Linked DNA regions of Pan troglodytes: region 2 is linked to region 1. A link is a contact called in public HiChIP or PLAC-seq data. All regions are on one chromosome and are shown on one strand. The core of a region is the stretch at or near the end of the contact, and the rest is flanking DNA. Distances in the headings are between cores, read along the strand shown.

Region 1 (6,069 bases), core at 1,375-3,874:
AGTTCTAGTCTCTTCGTGTAGGAATGAAATAGGAAAAGACTGACGGCAAGTCACCAATTGGAAAGTTATTGCAGTACTCAAAGCAAGAGTATCCTATTGGGACAAGAGCTTGTTACTTAGGGTGGAAAATAAGAACTTCCAACTAGTCCAGTTCAAGGGGCTTACAATGAGAATCAAAAAAGCTGGGGTTTTGGGAAGGCTTCAAGTGTGAAGAAGTCGAGACACTATTTTATCAAGGATATAAAGGAAAACTTTTTTACTTCACGTGGCAGCCAATGTTGGTTAGCTACCCAACATTCCCCACCCCACTTCCTTGACAGTAGAACTTTAATACTGTCCAATTCCTCTCTTCCCTCCAAACCAACTGGATAAGAAACCTACACACACTAATTCAGCCCCAAGGTAAATCCTGAGGGTCTAAGCTACTGGTTCTCAACCAGTACCACACCTCTGGGGGGTGGGAGGGAAAAACGGTTGATTTACGGTGTCACAATGCCTGAGGTGTGGTACTGACATAGTTGGAAGGAACCAGAGATGGTAAATGTCCAGCAATGCTCAACACAGTCCTGAATAAGAACTAAAAAAGCCAGATAAACACTAGGCAATCATGGATGTCCCATGCTCCTTGTCTGTTACTGCTTTAGGGACAGCTAATAGCCCAGTTCTGGTCAATAAGATATAAAGAGTGGCCTGCTTCTGGGGTGCTTTCTTCCTTCCTATCAATGTTGTCTCAACTGTATACGGCTCTTGGGACTGCTACAGCTATCTTCTCCTCAAAACCAGTTTCTTCTTTATCTTCCTATTTCCATCACTGACACCTCCCATTTTCTGTTACCAAGTCCTAAAGCAATTTTAACTTCTCCTAACCCTTAACCTTAAGGTGACTATTCCTTTAGGTTTGCCTGGGATAAAACTGATATAACTCCTGGTCTCTGGCTATAATTATTAATGCCCTACTTTACTTCCAAAAGTGTTCCATATTGAAGGATAGAGTATATGGTCATTTACTACCAATTGTGTCGCTCTCCCTCAGGTACCTCTAATGCAGGGCTCAGCAATATGGCTTATAAGTTGTTTTTGCACCTCTCCAGAACTAAAAAAAAAAAAAATTTACATATTTCAACGATTTTCTTAAAAATCAAAAGAATATTTCATACCTGAAATTATATTAAAAATTCAATGTCCATAGTTTTACTGAAGACAGCTACACTCATTCAAGTATTGTCTATGGCTGCTTTCTCGTTACAAGGTAGAGCTGAGTAGTTAAGGCAGAGACTTAAAATATGATCGGGCCCTTTACAAAAAATGTTTGCCAACCCCTGCTCTAATGTCTCCCCTAGCTCTGAGTCTCCTCACCTCACGCACAAATACCCTAGCCTACTAACTGCTTTCCCACTCTTTCCCCAGCCTCTAATCCTTCAGACACCTGGTTGCTATACAACCTCTCTACAAGACTGTCGACCCTGTCACTTGGCCCGTCAATATCCTCAGTGACTCCTCCAAAACCGACAGTGAAAGGTTCAAACCTATTCTATGAGACTCAAGACAACAGACAACAAAGGGCAAGAGAGAACACGTCAAACGAGTTCGTCAAACGAGTTGAGTGCGTGAGACTTCAGAGGTCACTTTTTCACACCAGAATTTCAAGGTGTGAGAGGCTAAAAGACGTCCAAGTACATGAAACAGAACCTGCAAATAAGAGTGAATGACGAATAGAAAGACCACCTCAACCTGTCCACTTCCCTAGGGCCGCAGAAGTTATGATTCAAGGAATAATGAGACTCTAAATCCTTTAAAATTCTACAAGAGCAGCCTTTGCCAAACCCAGCGGGGAGTGGCTGCTCGGTGCCAGCGCGAGGAGCACGTAGACTGCCGATGCCAGAGAAGCCCGGTGCGGGTTCCGTGCTTTCTCTCCGTTCCAGGAAGACCCCAGCTCGTCGCCAAATCTTCTTGCCGCTTCCCGGTCTGCGCGCCTACGCTGCCGGTTTCCCGACAAAAGCGACGGCGCCCTGGGGAAAAGCAGACGCCCCTCATCGGTTTGCGCCTTGCAACTCAACTATGCCCCAGCCTCCCACAAGCCGCCTGCCCGCGTCCTCCGCCAGGCGTCCAGCCGGGACCTGCCCCCGCGGCAGCCAAGGCGCACGTGAAGCTCCCGGGCGGGGGGAGCGCAAGGAGGCGGGAGTTTGCGGACGCGAACCTAGGCCTAGGAAGGGAAGCGATTCCAGGGCGCACGCGCAGAGCCTGGAGACTGGGCGGGGCGTGCCTCCCGCAGGGGTTACGGACGAAAGGCGAGCGCGTGGCGTTCAGGAGCCCGCGCACGCGCTGTGGTCTCGCCCCGCCCATGAGCGTCCGCGCGGCCGTCGTAGCATCTTTTCTTCAGACCCGCCCGGCTCGTCTACTTAACCTAGCGGAGGCTTGGAGTGAGAGCAGGGAAGTGTGGGGCGAGGTGGGCGGGGCGTTGCACGCGTGCGCGGCCAGCGAAAGAAGGGAGGGGGCGGGAGATCCGAGACAACGTTACCCCGTCAACACCCAATCAGGAGCCGGCCTGACCCCGCCCCCCTCTTCTCACATTATTGGCTGGGAGGCCCCCAGATGGGCGGGGCCGCCCGTGGGGTTGGGGAGGGCAGGGGGCGGGGAGGAGGAGGAAGGCGCTGGCGGGCAGTGATGGCGGCTGGTGATGGGGACGTGAAGCTAGGCACCCTGGGGAGTGGCAGCGAGAGCAGCAACGACGGCGGCAGCGAGAGTCCAGGCGGCGCGGGAGCGGCAGCGGAAGGGGGAGGCTGGGCGGCGGCGGCGTTGGCGCTTCTGACGGGGGGCGGGGAAATGCTGCTGAACGTGGCGCTGGTGGCTCTGATGCTGCTGGGGGCCTACCGGCTGTGGGTGCGCTGGGGGCGGCGGGGTCTGGGGGCCGGGGCCGGGGCGGGCGAGGAGAGCCCCGCCGCCTCTCTGCCTCGCATGAAGAAGCGGGACTTCAGCTTGGAGCAGCTGCGCCAGTACGACGGCTCCCGCAACCCGCGCATCCTGCTCGCGGTCAATGGGAAAGTCTTCGACGTGACCAAAGGCAGCAAGTTCTACGGCCCGGGTGAGGAGTTGGAAGGGGAGGGGAAGGACCCCCTGCAGCTGAAGCACGACCCCCTTCGGACGGGGAGGCCTCTGGGCACCGGGTTAGTTTGCCCAGCCTTCTCGTCGCCGGGACCCCCGCGCCTCGGCCGCCGCACCTGGGACGGCCCGTCCCGCCCCTACACACACACCGTCCCCCCGCAGCTACGGGCACCTCCAGTTCTTCCCCCGAAACCAGGGTCCCCGGTGGCGCCCCAGAGACCAGCTCTCAGCATTCGTCTTTCTTCCATCCCATTTCTCCTCGCAGCCTTTTTGTTTGTTTGTTTCTTTGGCTGGATTTTTCAAAATCGTTTTAGTTGTCACAGGTCAACGCTGGCCCTTAACCTTTTTTGAGTCTCCTGATTCCTGGGATGGATGGGGCACCAGGGAAGGGAGATTTCTGAAGTTGGGACCTAAACTAAAGTTTTGGGCTCTGTAATTCACAGTTTTCTTTTCCTTGCCCCCTTTTTTTTTTTTTTGGCCACTGATCTCCTTTTTTCCCTCGCTGTATTACTCCGTAAGGCCACGTTTAGGGGCATGTAAAGTCCCAACCCTCCAGTCTCTGAAGTCCAGACATATAAGCAACACCTCGGACTCTCTTTAAACCAGTTTTAGTTCGGAGTTGCTTTCCATGATTAACAAGGTATGTGGGATGAGAACAGACCAGAATGCAGAGCTTATTAAAGACTGGTAATGATATTCACCCTGAGTTTTGGGGGTGGAGCTCCTATACCCAGCAGGCGTGTCTCTGGTTTCTTTTTTCTTTTTTTTTCTCTTTTCAAGTACACGTTGATAATGACTTGTGTTTTCACTTAGCAGAACTAAGGAGAAAAAACTTAGAAGAGTTGTAGATTTATACCCCCATGTGCCAGTTATGCAAGTTAAAGATTTTTAGAACTTTGTTTTCAGAGAACTTTGTTTTCAGGGAACTTTGTGTAGGGTAGTTGATTTAGACGCCCTTTTTTTACAGTGTGGTTGTAGCATACATTTTGGATTATGTTAATAAACCCCAGACTCATGGAACCTGTTGGTATATCATACAGTTGAGCAACATTGTGCATCCTGGTTGTGCACTGATTAATACTAAGCTTTAAAAAAAAGTGGTAACTACAATAAGAATAAATAATTAAATTAGAGACCTAAAGTGACCTGTTATTGGAGAGAGTACATCCAAGCCTTAAAGTCATAGGGTTGGCAGTCTGGAAATAAGCTGGTTTTCTCCTTAATTTAATCTGTAAGTGTATAAGATTTATTGACACTTAAAAATATATACTTCTGATTTCAGTGCTTGATAGCTGGAAGATATTTTAGAAGTGCTTTGGTTTGTAGTTTGTTCATTGGAATAGGGATAAGAAATAGGAGATTTTTGGTGTTGAATTATGTAGTTTATTTCTTAGTTGTTTGTACTTCTGTGTATATATACACATTTAATCCAACCAAGTAAATACATAGCTTACAAAGTTTTTGCTTCTGGTTACATAAATGTGAACACAAGATGTCTGCCTACTTATATCAACTGAAATGGTTAATACATTTTTGTTTACTTAAGCACACGTGGGACAAGAGAACAAGGCCAAAGTACAGTATTTAAACAGGCCAAGCGAAGTAAAATTTTTTTAAATCAAGGATTTAGACAGCATTTTATACCTAGTTCAAGCTTTTCACCCATTGGTATTAAAATGTGTTAAGTGATTAGAAATCCTGTACAGGTTTAAATTTTTAATATAGACCTTACCCAGCTAAAAGATCAGCTTTTGTACCCTGTCTGAACTGCCACTGAAGAAAACAAAGTATTAGTACAAAGAATCGTATTAGTCCTCACACATTATGCCTTGGCAGTATCTGAAAATAGCTAAGAGAGACAGTCATAGAAACAGTTTGGCAGCCTCCAGTGGCAAATGTTTGTTCTGTGATAGAAATTAAAAATTAAAGCCAGGCGTGGTGGTTCATGCCTGTAATCTCAGTGCTTTGGGAGGCCGAGGCGGGTGCATCACCAGAGGTCAGGAGTTCGAAACCAGCCTGGCCAATATAACAAAACCTCGTCTCTACTAAAAATACAAGAAAATTAGCTAGACGTGGTGGCGGGTGCCTGTAATCCCAGCTACTCGGGAGGCGGTGGCAGGGAGAGTTGCTGGAACCCGGGAGGTGGGGGTTGCAGTGAGCCGAGATTGCGCCATTGCACTGCAGCCTGGGCGACAGAGAGAGACTCGGTATAAAAAAAAATTAAAAATTAAGAGTCATAGGTGGTAGATTGCTTTTTTATGGTATGTGCACTGAGGGAGGCTCTTGAGATTACAATGGAGAAGTCAGTTTTAGATTAGTTTCTGCCAGTTCCTAGGTTCTGTTGAACAGCCTAAGAGTGATATACAGTTAGTATTCTACAGTTGATCAACAACCTAACAGATATTTGAATATTTTATTATTGAAAGGAACCTTAAAGAAAGCCAGATCATTTTATGGGCTTAGAATATGTTGATATTGCATATTAATAGAAAATGTAATAAGTAGTACTTTTCAAAAAATCTTAAAGCCAAATTTCTGGCTATAAAACAGATACAAGTTCAGTTTTGCTTTTAATTTTTATTTTCATCCTCATAAATTAAGCAGTTTTGTAGCAGAATAATTCAGAAGCAGTAATTGTTAGTTTCTATGCCTAGCCAATATCTACCCTAATTTCACAATAATGGTTTTAGGATTAAATTTTATGAGATTTTTCCATAATGCTAAACGTGTTTATTTTTAGTCATACATTTTTAAAGTTCAGGCTCTTAATTAAATATTGACAGTGTAATTTGGTGGAGTATACACATTTTGGCAAACAGTTGGCATTAACTGTATTTGCCAATATTAAATTTAGTAACAGATCAGGCACTTGGCCAGCAGGTGAGGAAAGTTTGGTCATGTAAAAAACTGAATACAGGAGGAGAAAGAAAACCAGATTCGTTAAGCACCCACAATATCAGATCCATT
Region 2 (6,693 bases), core at 3,737-6,236, 530 kb before region 1:
CACATGCACATGCATAGAAAATTATCTGAAAAGTAATACAGTAGTCATCTATGGATGGTAGCAATTTGTTTTTATATTTGTTTCCTTGTATTTTCTAATTTTCAAAAACGTACATGTAACACTACTTGTGTAATAACTTTTTAACAGCTCCTTAAAGTCAAAAATTAATATCGATCACGTGCCTACTATACGTAAGACGCAATGGAAATCTGCTTTTACTCTCACCTAGTCCTCCAAGTTTGTTTTTTAGGTCATCTTTCTTCCCCAACCCCCTAGGCTAAGCAACAAAACACATTTCCTCAAACTCCAATAGGTTTTCTCCCTCTAGTTTCACCCAGACACACATACTTTTCATTGCTGTCCCTGTATAGCTACTCTTTCAACCTTGATAACTAATATAAGCACAGCACTGGTTTACAGGCAGAAAACCAGTCAAGTGAAGCGGGGAGAACTAAGAAGGTGGGTTTTTTTTTTCTTTTAAATGAACACATATCTACCTTTGTTAAAGCTAAAATATATGTGCAGCCAACCCAACTTTTACTAGTAAGCAGTCTGTACTCTTAAAGGTGGAATCAAGTTCAAGTTCTACCTTACTTTCAGACACTCCCATTATCTCTGCTAAATAGGGACCAAAGGAAACAGCAGGAAACCTAACACTTAAACAGCTTAAAATTATATTTATTCTACACATTAAAATGACAATGCCAAGTAAAAGACACTTATAGAAGTATCCAAACTTTGAAGAAGACAGGAAAATACCAAGCAGAAAGTCATCTGATTTACAAGTGACCGTAAGTAGGCTGGGCGTGGTGGCTCACGCCTGTAATCCCAGCACTTTGGGAGGCCGGGGCGGGCGGATCACGAGGTCAGGAGTTCGAGACCAGCCTGGCTAATATGGTGAAACCCCGTCTCTACTAAAAATACAAAAAAAAATTAGCCAGCCGTGGTGGCACGCGCCTGTAGTCCCAGCTACTCAGGGGGCTGAGGCAGGAGAATCGCTTGAACCCAGGAGGCGGAGGTTGCAGTGAGCTAAGATCATGCCACTGCACTCCAGGCTGCGTGACAGAGCGAAAGACTCTGTCTCAAGGAAAAAAAAAAAAAAAAAGTGACCGTAAGTAAATGAGACTAAGATCTTTGGGATAAAAGGACAATAAAAATTCTGGGTTGCATGTACTTGCTAAGAGTGTTACTCACAAAACATCCCATTTAACTCCCCCCACGTATGTTGCCCACCTACAACAAATTATTACATCAAAAGTGTTGACTCAATGCAAGTATGGACATATTGAATGCTTCCTTTCTCCACCTTTCTCCACCTGTGATTAAATCTTGATCAGTTGCGATATGATCAAAATGCAACTTACTATAAAATCTGTAACCACTGGGGAGTCACTACCTAAATCAGCTTTCAGGGAAATAATTTCCCTCTATCTTAAAACTAGTTCATTAGCTTTGAAAGGTATTAGCCTTGAGCTACAAGTAGCAAGAGAGCTAGCCTTCATGGCGGGTATTATAAAAAGGAAAAATAGTTCAGCTAATAAAAAACCTTTGGGAAAGAACCCCCTAAGCATTCCCATTAATGGAAACCTCAGATCCTCTCCTACTTTCCTAAAAACGTAGCTGTCTCAGGTCATTCACTGCAGCTGTCATTTTACAAAAGAAAATGTAAATTCCCTCTTGGCCGGGGCAAATAGAGGGCGACAGCCCCTCGCCCCTGCCGAAGTAAGGCAGGGCGCCAGCCCTCTCGTTACTAGAAGGCAAGCTAAAGCTCCTTTTAAACGGTCTCCGGATGACGACGCATTCCTAACGGGTTTCGAAGGCATGTTTAAATCGCCCGCTTTTTTGTTTGCTTTCAGCATTCACCGGCGCCGGGACTGCGGCCGCCCCCACCCGCTTGGGGTGGGAAACCTGGGGCCAGCGGAGCCTGGCGCGGGAGGAAACCTGGGGCGAGGGGAGACCCGGGACGCGCCAAGCCGGGGTTGAGGACTCGAGAATAAGGAGCTCTAGTGGGAGGGTGGCGGAGTGAGAGGGAACGTGAGAAGGCTAAGGATCCCAGCAAGGGGGGCACCCCGGGGTTGTGGGGGAGCTCGGCCGCCGCCCCGCAGCGGCGAACGCTCCGCGCGGCTCCCGCCGCCCGCCGGGGAATGCGCAGGGCCGCGGTTCCGCGCGGCGCCGCCCCCTCCCTCTCTCCCAATCCTCCTCCTCCTCCTCCTCCTCCCGAGGCGACAGAAACAACAGCGCGGGAGGAGGGGAAAGTAACTCCCGGCACCTCCGCCGGAATTAGCCCCGGTGCAGTGATGACACCTTCTCGTGGCGCAACCAAGCCCCGCTCCCTCCGCAGCGGCGTCCCCGCCGCCGCCGCCCTCTCCATTTGAAAGTGGCCACCCCTCGCCGCCGCAGCTCCTCCCGCCCCGCCGCCGCCAGCTGCACCAATCCGCTCGGCCCCAGTTGCAAATCAAACGCTCCCTCGCGTCCAGAAGCCACTTGCGCCGCTGGAAACGGCCGCGCCGTCCCCCTCCCCGAGTCCCTCCGGGGCGGCACCTTCGGGCTGGGGCGGGCGCGCCGGCGAGAAACGGTTTTAAGATGGGAGCGGCAGCGGCGGCGAGGAGCTCCGAGCGGGCTCGGCTCCCGCTCCCGCTCCCGCCCCCAGACAGTTCTGGAAACTGTGTATCACCTCTGTCACAGGAAGCCATCCGGCGAGGAAGGCGGCGCGGAACCAACAAACAAACGCCTGCGGCCGCCCGCCGGAACCGGCGCGGGGACCGCGTCGGGCTTCGGGCCGTTCCCGGGGCGGGGGCGCGGCGGCCACCCCCGCGCCGCGGGCTTTGTGCGGGGCGGGCGCGGCGGGCCGGGCGTCCCCGCCCCCGCAACCCCCCACCCCGGCCCGGGCGGCGCAGCTGGGACCGTTAGGTGACGCTCCGGCCGCGGCGGAGAAGCAGCGCCTCGGCCGCCGCCCGCCCCCATTTCCACACTGGGCCGCCTCTCCTCAAACACCAGAGGCGGGCTACAAAAGTTGGCCCCGGGGCCACCCAGCACCTGCCCACGTGCCGCGGAGGCTCGCTCCCGAGTCTCCCCCGGTTCCCTCCCCCGCCGCCCTCGGCCGCCAGGTCACCTATTACCGGTGGGAGGGGAGAGAGGCTGCTATTTAAACGCCCGCGGAAGTTGAGGCACCCCCACTGGCGGGTGCCGTGCACCTGCCTCCCGCCGCCGCGCTCCGCCACTTTGAGCAGCAGCCGCGTCCTCAGCCCCGCCTCCTGCCCGAAGGCGGGCGGGGGGGAGCGGGAAGGAGGTGGAAGGGATCGAATTTCTCCAGCAAATGGGACCGTTCCGACAGGATTCGGTTCCCCGGTCAACATTCCACATTCCATCCCTCTCCCGCATTTGCAAGCCAATGCCGAGCAACCCGGAAAGCCTGCTGGCTACCGAACAACAGCCCCCAACTCGCAAACACAGACTCACAGGCACAAGACACGTGCACTGAAGGGCTCTGCAACTTGCAGTCCCGGGGTACACACTACACGTTCATTTAAGGAAGCAAGGAGACCAAGAGGCCCCACCCCCACAATGTGCAGATGGTGCCAAAGGTTGCAATTTGCAATCCCCTTTAAGTTCACGATTAATCGGTACTTTGCTCTACCAACGCCAACTCCTACCCCATTTCATCGATTAAGGGGTTTTACACTTTACAAGCAGTCGCGCTGTAAGTAAAAGATCTGATCACTGGAAGCCCAGTTCGGAAGAATCTAATTGCCAAACTGTCCCTCCACCCCCACCCCCACCCCCCTCTCACTGCCCTTGAATTGATGCAATGAATATTTTGGACATGTGGTGACGCGGTGACAAGAGCCAGGGCTGCGGCCACCACACACAGATGTACCTACGCACACCTATGTTTGGACAAATACAGTCCCACCACACACACGGTCTCACACACACTGGATTCATATATGTACGCGAACCTGCGTTCTGCCATTGCCATCTGTCTACCAAGTTGCTACTATGCTTTCCACTTTCATGCAGCCTAATGCACTTTGGCTTTCTAAAAAAAAAAAAAAAAAAAAAAAAAAAAAAAAAAAACCTATAAACTAAAGCCAACTTAAACTGGGCTTCTGCTCCTAAACGCGTTTAATTGATGATTCACCTGAAAACCGCATGTTCTTCGCAAATCCAAAAGAAGAAATAGCTCTAAGTCTTCAGCCCCCCAAATTTGAAAAAAAAAATCATAATAAAACTTACTGATCCAACATAGATCAATTCTCAGGATCCAAAAATCATCCTCTCCTCCTCCTCCGGCCCCCGCCCCGGCAATGCCCAAGTTACTGGTGGGATAGTAACGCTGCGCTCAGCGGCTGCCTCCCTCCCTCCTCGCTACATATCGAGAACCCAATCTTTTGGCGCCATATTAATGACGTACTATATTATTTCCACTAGGCAGCGACCTTCGGCATTAAATTACTCCCGAGAACTCCCGAGCAAAGCAACAAAACCATCAAATATGGCTGAGCCTCTCGGCTCGTCCTGCAGCCGCCGCCGCCGCCGCCGCCGCCGTCGCCGCCGCGGGACCGGGACGCGCACACGGACCCACACGCGGACACGCGCGGACACACGCGCGGCGCGCCCACCCCGCGCGCCCCCCGCGGCCCGCGCGCGTACCTGCTGCGGAGGGGTTCGGCCGAGGCGCTGGGCTGGGCGCCGCTCGCTCGCTCGGAGCTGCATGAGTTCGGGCCGCGGCGGGCGGGGAGCCGGGCGGGCCCCTGCTCTCGCCGGCGCGCACACACCGGGCACTCGCGCACGGAGGCACTCTCGGTCTGGCGTTTGGCTTGTTATGGAGGAAGGACTATGTGAATCAAACTCATTTCTGGGTCACTGCTGCCACAGGGGGGAGCACTTTAATCCCTTGCCAAAACGAGAGGGTGGGGACGGGAGGGCGGAGGGAGCATGCGGGGAGCCCGCGGCGCTGGGGGCTCGGTCCCTCGTTAACTCTTCGCAGCCCTAGCCGCAGCCGGCTCAGCCTGCGCCAGTAGGGGCTCGCAAAGAACGGCACTGTTCAGCTCTTAGTCTCTTTCCTTACTTCACCCACCTTGTGAGCCTAGAAATTCTTGAGGTGTCTCCAAGCAGGGAAGTGGGTTTTTAAATTAGCCCCTTCAAACTGCTGTCCCAGTTTCAACTCTTGTCTGACATCTAGAAATGGATTCTTTCAGAATAGTTTAAAATTACGTAGATTAAAATATGGCTATTAAGATGTGTCATTTGGGTGAAAGGTTTTATTTTTAGGCTGAGTGGCAAAATAGTTGTTTGTAGTAACAGTTTTAGGGAGTTGCACATTAGGATGACATTTTTAAATAGAGATAATCGAATTCTGAATAACATCTTTACCTAAATTTGTATGGAAGTGATCATTGCAAATGAGCATTAATTCATTAGAAGATATTATTTATAAATTGACACCACTTTATGTTACACATTACTACAGAATTGGACATCTTCTCCCAAATATGAGGAGTGAGCCTAATGCTAAAACTAGAATTGCAGACTAGTATCAGATCAGTCATCGGAGATTCATTTGGGGGTATTTATGTGTAAAAACGAGTGGTTACTGATTTTCTGCAGAAGACAAGCTTGCTTTTTCATATAGAGGGCAACATACTTCTTTCATGGATTCATCTAGGGAAATAGAGGGGTATATGGCATTCAACTTCAATAAGAAAAAAGTACGGATTAAAAACTCCCATTCAGGCCGGGCGCGGTGGCTCACGCCTGTAATCCCAGTACTTTGGGAGGCCTAGGTGGGCGGATCACCTGAGGTCGGGAGTTCAAGACCAGCCTGACCAACATGGATAAACCCTGTCTCCACTAAAAAATACAAAATTAGCCGGGCATGGTGGTACATGCCTGTAACCCCAGCTACTGGGGAGGCTGAGGCAGGAGAATCGCTTGAACCCGGGAGGTGGAGGTTGTGATGAGCCGATAATGCGCCATTGTGCTCCAGCCTGGGCAATAAGAGCGAAACTCCGTCTCAAAAAAATAAATAAATAAATAGGAACAGTGATCACTAATTACAAAATTGAATATCGAACCCAAAAGGCATATGTGTCCACCGGAAGAATCTTTCTGAATATATCAGGTTTGATTTCATGTAATCCCACACCAGCCCAACTACCCACATCCAGACCCACATCCAGAACGTTATAATCTGATAAATGCGACAAAACAAAACTAATTGAGCCTTTCAGTTATTTTTCAGAAAACAAAGTAAGCCAGTGGAAATCCTAAGTACTGTATATGTCCTCTCCTGTTTCGCTAATGAAGAGTAGAAAGACTCCCTGCCAGTCCTATTCATGTGTTCACTTAATCCTGTTCAAAGCGATCACACATGTAAAGCACTGTGTTAACTATCATTATTACTATTCTTAGTATTGCTCTTCAGTTATTGTTATTTTTACTGGTTCACCTTGCACATACTCTCTGTAGAAGTTAAAGTACACAGGCTTTGTAGCCAGACATGGCTGGATCTGGCTCTATCAGTTAGCAGTTTGTGTACCTGTGGGATAAAAGAACTTTATCTGAGCCTCAGTTTCTTCCCTGGTAATAAAATTAAGTTAACAGCTGGCCCCTAACCTGAAGGGTTGTTAAGAGGAATCAGGCAACCTCATAACAGTTCAGGAGTAGAGGCCCTGGCAGTAGGAGGTTGTC

The links. HiChIP or PLAC-seq counts read pairs in DNA pulled down with a chosen protein or histone mark.
Region 2: an H3K4me3 HiChIP or PLAC-seq map of stem cell-derived excitatory neurons shows a contact between it and region 1, with 5 times the contacts expected there. The contact joins the promoter of JADE1 here to the promoter of PGRMC2 in region 1. A contact is called at or near these places in 1 of 7 Hi-C or Micro-C datasets (stem cell-derived neural progenitor cells) and 1 of 1 datasets of contacts at active chromatin or transcription factors (stem cell-derived excitatory neurons).

Annotation. Positions count from the first base shown.
Region 1 is chr3:129,444,948-129,451,016 of NHGRI_mPanTro3-v2.0_pri, reverse strand. PGRMC2 (progesterone receptor membrane component 2) reads left to right here and starts at 2,624. Exons shown (of 3, transcript XM_517434.6): 1 at 2,624-3,082. The coding sequence starts at 2,665.
Region 2 is chr3:129,973,259-129,979,951 of NHGRI_mPanTro3-v2.0_pri, reverse strand. JADE1 (jade family PHD finger 1) reads right to left here and starts at 4,986. Exons shown (of 11, transcript XM_001158814.6): 1 at 4,654-4,986.